Linked DNA regions of Mus musculus: region 2 is linked to region 1. Evidence: chromatin contacts called from public HiChIP or PLAC-seq data. All regions are on one chromosome and are shown on one strand. The core of a region is the stretch at or near the end of the contact, and the rest is flanking DNA. Distances in the headings are between cores, read along the strand shown.

Region 1 (3,286 bases), core at 380-2,879:
GGTGATTCATTGGTTAAGGGCACTTTGTTGCTCTTACAGAGGACCTGGGTTCAGTTCCCAGCACCTGTAACTCCAGTTTCAAGAGATTTAACCCCAGCTTCTGGCCTCCTCCAGCTCTTGAATACATGTGGTGTGCTGAAATTCACATAGACGCATACACATATAATTAAGTAAAAGTTCTAACAGTTACATTAATTACCACTGGAAGTGTGCATGCTTGTAAGGGACTGTACTCATGATGCATGGCATGTGTGGAGAAGTCAGTCTTGGCCATTAATCTCAGGCTGGCAGGCTTGACTGCAAACACCTTTACTCACCAAGCCATTTTTCCGGGTTCTCAACATAGGAATTTTAAGTTGCATTTATTTATTTGTTTCGGGGTGGTAGAAACACACATATCAAGACAACCTATGGTAGTTCATTCTCTCCTCATACCATGTAGGGCCTGGCGATCAAACAGGTTATCGGATTTGGGGGCAAGAATCTTTACCCTCTGAGCCATCTCACTTGCCCTTTTCTTCTTCACAGAGTCTCCTTACATTTCAAAAAAAAAAAAAAAAAAATCCCAAAATAGGAGAGCTTGGAAGTCAGAGGAAGAAAGATCAGGAGTTCAAGGTAACTGTGAGCAACATGATAGCCAGTTTCAACCATCCCCAGAGCCAAAACAAACAAACAAACAAACAAACAAACAAATGTACAGTAATCTCTTACTATTGGTATGAGTTACCAGCAATGAACCACAGTCCAAATATGTTACTTGGGGGGCTGGCGAGATGGCTCAGTGGTTAAGAGCGCCGACTGCTCTTCCAAAGGTCCTGAGTTCAAATCCCAGCAACCACATGGTGGCTCACAACCATCCATAACGAAATCTGATGCCCTCTTATGGAGTATCTAAGGACAGCTACAGTGTACTTACATATAATAAATCTTAAAAAAAGAAAAGTTCCTTGGAAATATTTGGAAGTAACAATGTAACAAGTAACAATGTTCAAGGTCCTCTAACTAGCACTGTAGACTAAGAGATCCAATGGCCTCTGCCTCCCTGCCAGGATTAGAAAAATGGGCAGCCACCGCCAGCGCTAACCTGCAAATTTCACTCACAGAACTCTACAGATAAAACTATTTGCTTCTATCTCTCTCCAGCCCGATGTTTTTGTTTTTTGAATCCAGGTCTCATTAAGTAGCACTGATTGGCCTAGAACAGACTTTATAGAACAGCCTGGCTTCGAACTCAGAGAACCCCCTGCCACTCGTGTGATGGGATTAAAGGCAAGGGCCAACACACCCAATCTGTTTATGTCTGAAAAATACACTGCTTAATGGAAAGAGAGCCACAGGTGTAACGGAAGGCAGTTACAGAAAGAAGCCGCAAGAGACCAAACGCACCAAGCTCAGTCACCGCACAGAGGCCAGGACGCTAAGAAGCCTGGAGGCCGGGGGCACGACTCTCCTGACACTGTGGTCTTCCTACCTGTCGCGTCACCCTCCTCAGGACGGGAGAAATGCCGCCTCTCTCTGGAAAAGCGGGCCTGAGCGGCTCCACGAGGATGGCTGATCTGTCTCCAACTCAGCGGCGGGAAGCGCCCACTCGCATTTTGCCGTGCAAACAACCCCGCCGGCTCCGCCCCTCTCCCGGAGGCCTTTGCGGCTGAGCATGCGCACCGCGGTCCGCCTGGGGCGCGGAGGCGGGGGATGGACTAAGCAGGAGAGGTTGACGGGGCGGGTCAGGGGGGTTTAGTTTTAGGCTATCCTTAATGTCACCTTAGCTGCCCGTTTTTCGTTTTTTGTTTTGTTTTGTTTTTTGTTTTTTTTTGTTTTAAGACAGGGTCTCACTTATGTACCCCTGACTGTCCCGGAACTCACTATGCAGACCAAGCTGGTCTTGAACTTAGAGAGGTTCTCCTGACTCTGCCTCCCTAGTTCTGGTATTAAGGGAATATGTCATCACATGGGCATATTTGGGTCCTTAAAGGCAGGAGTGAGGGGGCACAGGCCTGTAAGATGAAGGTGTGTGGTTAAAAATTCAAAACCAACCTTATTTTACAAACGGAACAACAAAAGCTGGGGGATTGAGACAGAGCAACGAGATGACAGAGCCTATTAAGGAGTTTACCGCAAAGTCTGACTAGCAGGGTTCTGTCACTGGAATCCATTTAGTGGAAGAAGAGAACAGATACCTGCAAATTGCTCCTTGACCTCCGCAATGTGCACATAAACACAATAAATACATACATGCATACATAAATAAAATTAAGGGCTAATGCAACATTAGTGACTCAGATGTTGAGTTACAACTTTAAAAACATGGTTGTAAATAGTCTCAGAAAAAGAGGAATGAAAAAGTAGGGACAGATGGGTATAGCTAAAGAATTAAGGAGGGAGCAGATCATTTTGATTATTTCTAAGTTTTTTTGTTTTTTTTTTTTGGTTTTTCGAGATAGGGTTTCTCTATAGCCTTGACTGTCTTGGAACTCACTTTGTAGACCAGGCTGGCCTCGAACTCAGAAATCCACCTGCCTCTGCCTCCGGAGTGCTAGGATTAAAGGCGTGTGCCACCACGCCCGGCTTCTAAGTCTTAATAGTAAAGAAAAATATAAAGTTTAATGATCTATTCATCTTGTCTTTGACCATAACTTCCATCTATCTTTTCTCTCTCTTTCTTTCTTTCTTTCTTTCTTTCTTTCTTTCTTTCTTTCTTTCTTTCTTTCTCTCTCTCTCTCTCTCTCTCTCTCTCTCTCTCTCTCTTTCCTTCCTTCCTTCCTTTCTTTTCTTTTCTTTTTTTTTTTTTGAGACACTGTTTCTCTGTGTATCCCTGGTTGTCCTGGAACTCACTCTATAGACCAGGCTGGCCTCAAATTCAGAGATTCTCTGCCCTCCAAGACTGGCTCTCACCTCTTCCTTCCTTCCTTCCTTCCTTCCTTCCTTCCTTCCTTCCTTCCTCCCTCCCTCCCTTCCTTCCTTTGAGACAGAATCTCACTGTGTAGACAGGCCTAGAGCTCAGAGAGATTTGCCTGTTTCTGCCTTCTGAGAGCTTGGAATTAAAGGTATGTAGGAATTAAAGGTATGTACCACCATAGCCTTCACTTGCTCTACGCACTCTCCTCTCTCCCCCTCCCCCCTTCTCTCTCTCTCTCTCTTTTTTGTTTTTCGAGTCAGGATTTCTCTGTGTAGCCCTGGCTGTCCTGGAACTCACTCTGTAGACCAGGCTGGCCTTGAACTCAGAAATCCGCCTGCCTCTGCCTCCCTAATGCTGGGATTAAAGATGGGCACCACCACTCGCCGGCTT
Region 2 (3,069 bases), core at 253-2,752, 960 kb before region 1:
AACTACAAAACAAAAATCAAACATAAGCATTTTAAAAAGTGTTACGCCGGGCATGGCACGCCTTTAATCCCAGCACTCGGGAGGCAGAGGCAGGTGGATTTCTGAGACAGGGTTTCTCTGTATAGCCCTGGCTGTCCTGGAACTCACTTTGTAGACCAGGCTGGCCTCGAACTCAGAAATCCACCTGCCTCTGCCTCCCAAGTGCTGGGATTAAAGGCGTGGGCCACCATGCACTGCTTGATTTTTTTTGTTTGTTTGTTTGTTTCTTTTGGTTTTGGTTTTTCGAGACAGGGTTTCTCTGTGTAGTCCTGACTGTCCTGGAACTCACTCTGTAGACCAGGCTGGCCTTGAACTCAGAAATCTGCCTGTCACTGCCTCCCACGTGCTGGGGTTAAAGGCATGTGCCACCACTGCCCGGCTCGATTTTATTTATTTATTTATTTATTTATTTATTTTTGTTTTTTTGAGGCAGAGTTTCTCTGTGTAGCCCTGGCTGTCCTGGAACTCACTGTGTAGAACAGGCTGGCCTCAAACTCAGAAATCCGCCTGCCTCTGCCTCCCGAGTGCTGGGATTAAAGGCGTGGGCCACCATGCCCTGCTCAATTTTATTTTTAATTGTTAATTAGTTACAAGCAGTTGTGAGCTGGGAACCAAATGTAGGTCTTCTGCAATAGTATGCGGACTTAATTGCTAAAGTTTAGCAGTTAAATCTTCTCTCCATAGCCCTGTGTTTTCCTCTTTGAGACAAGGTAGCTATGTAGGCCTTGCTGTCCTTGAACTCTCTCCATAGACCAGGCTGTCCTCCAACTGAGATCCACCTGCCTCTGTCTCTGGAGTTGCTGGAATTAAGGAGTTTGCCACCACGTTTGGGCCACATTTCCGTAATTTTTTTTTTTTTTTAAAGATTTATTTATTTATTACATGTAAGTACACTGTAGCTGTCTTCAGACACACCAGAAGAGGGCGTCAGATCTCGTTACAGATGGTTGTGAGCCACCATGTGGTTGCTGGGATTTGAACTCTGGACCTTCCGAAGAGCAGTCGGGTGCTCTTACCCACTGAGCCATCTAACCAGCCCCTCATTTCCGTAATTTTAATCAGATGAAGGAATTAAGGAGTTTGCCACCACGTTTGGGCCACATTTCCGTAATTTTAATCAGATGAAGGACGTTGTGTTTTTCTTTCTTTCTTTCTTTCTTTCTTTCTTTCTTTCTTTCTTTCTTTCTTTCTTTCTTTCTTTCTTTCTTTCTTTCTTTATTTATTTATTTATTTATTTAACAGAAGCTCTCTCCCACTTAACGCCATGAGCTCAGCAGGACATTAGGGAGACACAGCTCCAAGCCGGAGCCTACAAAGGTGGGAAACTAGACAGAGAAGAGAATTGGGCGTGTGGCGCGCGGCCTCCTGGGACTTGTAGTCCGCATCCTGCGAGGCGCATGCTCTGATGCTCTGGGTCTTCCGCGGTTGCCATGGCTTCTCTGAGCCTCGGTGGGTGGTGCCCCTAGACACGGGCGGGTTTTGGAGGCGTAGCGCGCGGAAGGCGGAAGGCATCACGCGGTGGGTAGGGCAGTCGAGAGTGGGGACTAGGGCGCGCTGGGACCCGTCCTCTTCCCCTGGCGCACTGGCTGCGGACTTTTCTTCCCAAACCCCTTACGCGCGGTGAGGAGAGGGGCGCACTCGGCACCCGGCTTTCCCGGGTGGGACTAATGAGCTTGACCGCTAGTGGCAAATCCCAGGCCTCCGGTCCTGGAAGCAGCAGAGTCTGGGCCTGCCTGAAGGTCTCAAAGACTATCCTTTTGGATTTTGTTTTAAGACAGAGTGTAGTTCTGTATGCCAGACTGGTCTGTAACTCGGAGATCCACCTGCCTCGGCCTCCTGAGTGCTGGGTTTAAATGCATGCATCTTGGCTAGGTTTGGCTTGTTTTGTCTTGAAACATTCCACTATCCAGGTTGACTTGGAGCTCACGATGTAGTTTAGGCCGGTTTGGCATTTGAGGTGCTCCTACTGCTTCAGACTTTAAAGTGATGGTATTATAAGTGTGCGCCATCATGCTTGGCTAGATTACATAGTAACAAGCGCCTGGCAGAAGGACATACATAAACTACAATTTGCAGTAGTCGTTCTCAAACTGACTGGCACATTAAAATTCTGGGGGGCTTTTTGTTTAAAAAAAAAGTATAAACTGAGCATAGTGGCACACACCTTTAATCCCAACACTGGAGAGGCAGAGGCAGGAGGATCTCGATGAGTTTAAGGCCAGCCTGGTCTACATAGAGAGTTCAGGACAGCCAGGGCTACATAGAGAAACCCTGTCTCAAAATAATGTAAAAATAGGATACCTTGCAGGATGTGGTAACACACATCCTGAATCCCCAGCACTTGTGAGGAAGAGACAGGTGGATCTCTGTGAGTTCCAGGCCACACTTGTTTACATTTTAAGTTCCAGGCTACTCAGGAAGATATAGGAAGACCCTGTCTTTAAAAACAACAACAACAAAACAATCTGGGCCTGTCCTCTCCAGGCAAATGAATCTAGATCTCTGGGATGTGTGGGACGTGAAAGCCAGGCAAAGGTTTCCCCGGGTGTATCCAGTGCAGGGAGGCATCTGGACCACTAGTGTGGAGTTTCAGGGCTTGGTAAAGGTGAGTGACTCTATCTGTGTGCTCCTGCCCACAGTGAGCAGCCAGCCAATGTGGAACAATGGCACTGAGCCACTCGGTGAAGGAGCGAACTATTTCTGAGAACAGCCTGATCATCCTGTTGCAGGGCCTCCAAGGCCAAATAACCACTGTGGACCTTCGGGATGAGAGTGTGGCCCGAGGACGCATTGACAACGTGGATGCTTTCATGAATATCCGCCTGGCCAATGTCACCTATACCGACCGCTGGGGACATCAGGTTGAGTTGGATGACCTTTTTGTGACCGGTCGTAACGTCCGATACGTCCATATCCCAGATGGTGTGGACATCACTGCTACTATTGAGCAGCAGCTGCAGATCATCCACCGTGTGCGCAACTTTGGTGGCAAGGGTCAAGGTCGTCGAGAGTTCCCCTCCAAAAGGCCAT

The links. HiChIP or PLAC-seq counts read pairs in DNA pulled down with a chosen protein or histone mark.
Region 2: a contact with region 1 is called in an H3K27ac HiChIP or PLAC-seq map of large pre-B cells, with 2.6 times the contacts expected there. The contact joins the promoter of Lsm10 here to the promoter of Zmym1 in region 1. A contact is called at or near these places in 2 of 115 datasets of contacts at active chromatin or transcription factors (bone marrow-derived macrophages and large pre-B cells).

Annotation. Positions count from the first base shown.
Region 1 is chr4:127,059,525-127,062,810 of GRCm38.p6, forward strand. Zmym1 (zinc finger, MYM domain containing 1) reads right to left here and starts at 1,630. Exons shown (of 8, transcript NM_026670.5): 1 at 1,472-1,630; 2 at 1-135.
Region 2 is chr4:126,095,151-126,098,219 of GRCm38.p6, forward strand. It overlaps Lsm10 (U7 snRNP-specific Sm-like protein LSM10), which reads left to right and starts at 1,503. Exons shown (of 2, transcript NM_138721.2): 1 at 1,503-1,659; 2 at 2,679-3,069. The coding sequence starts at 2,703.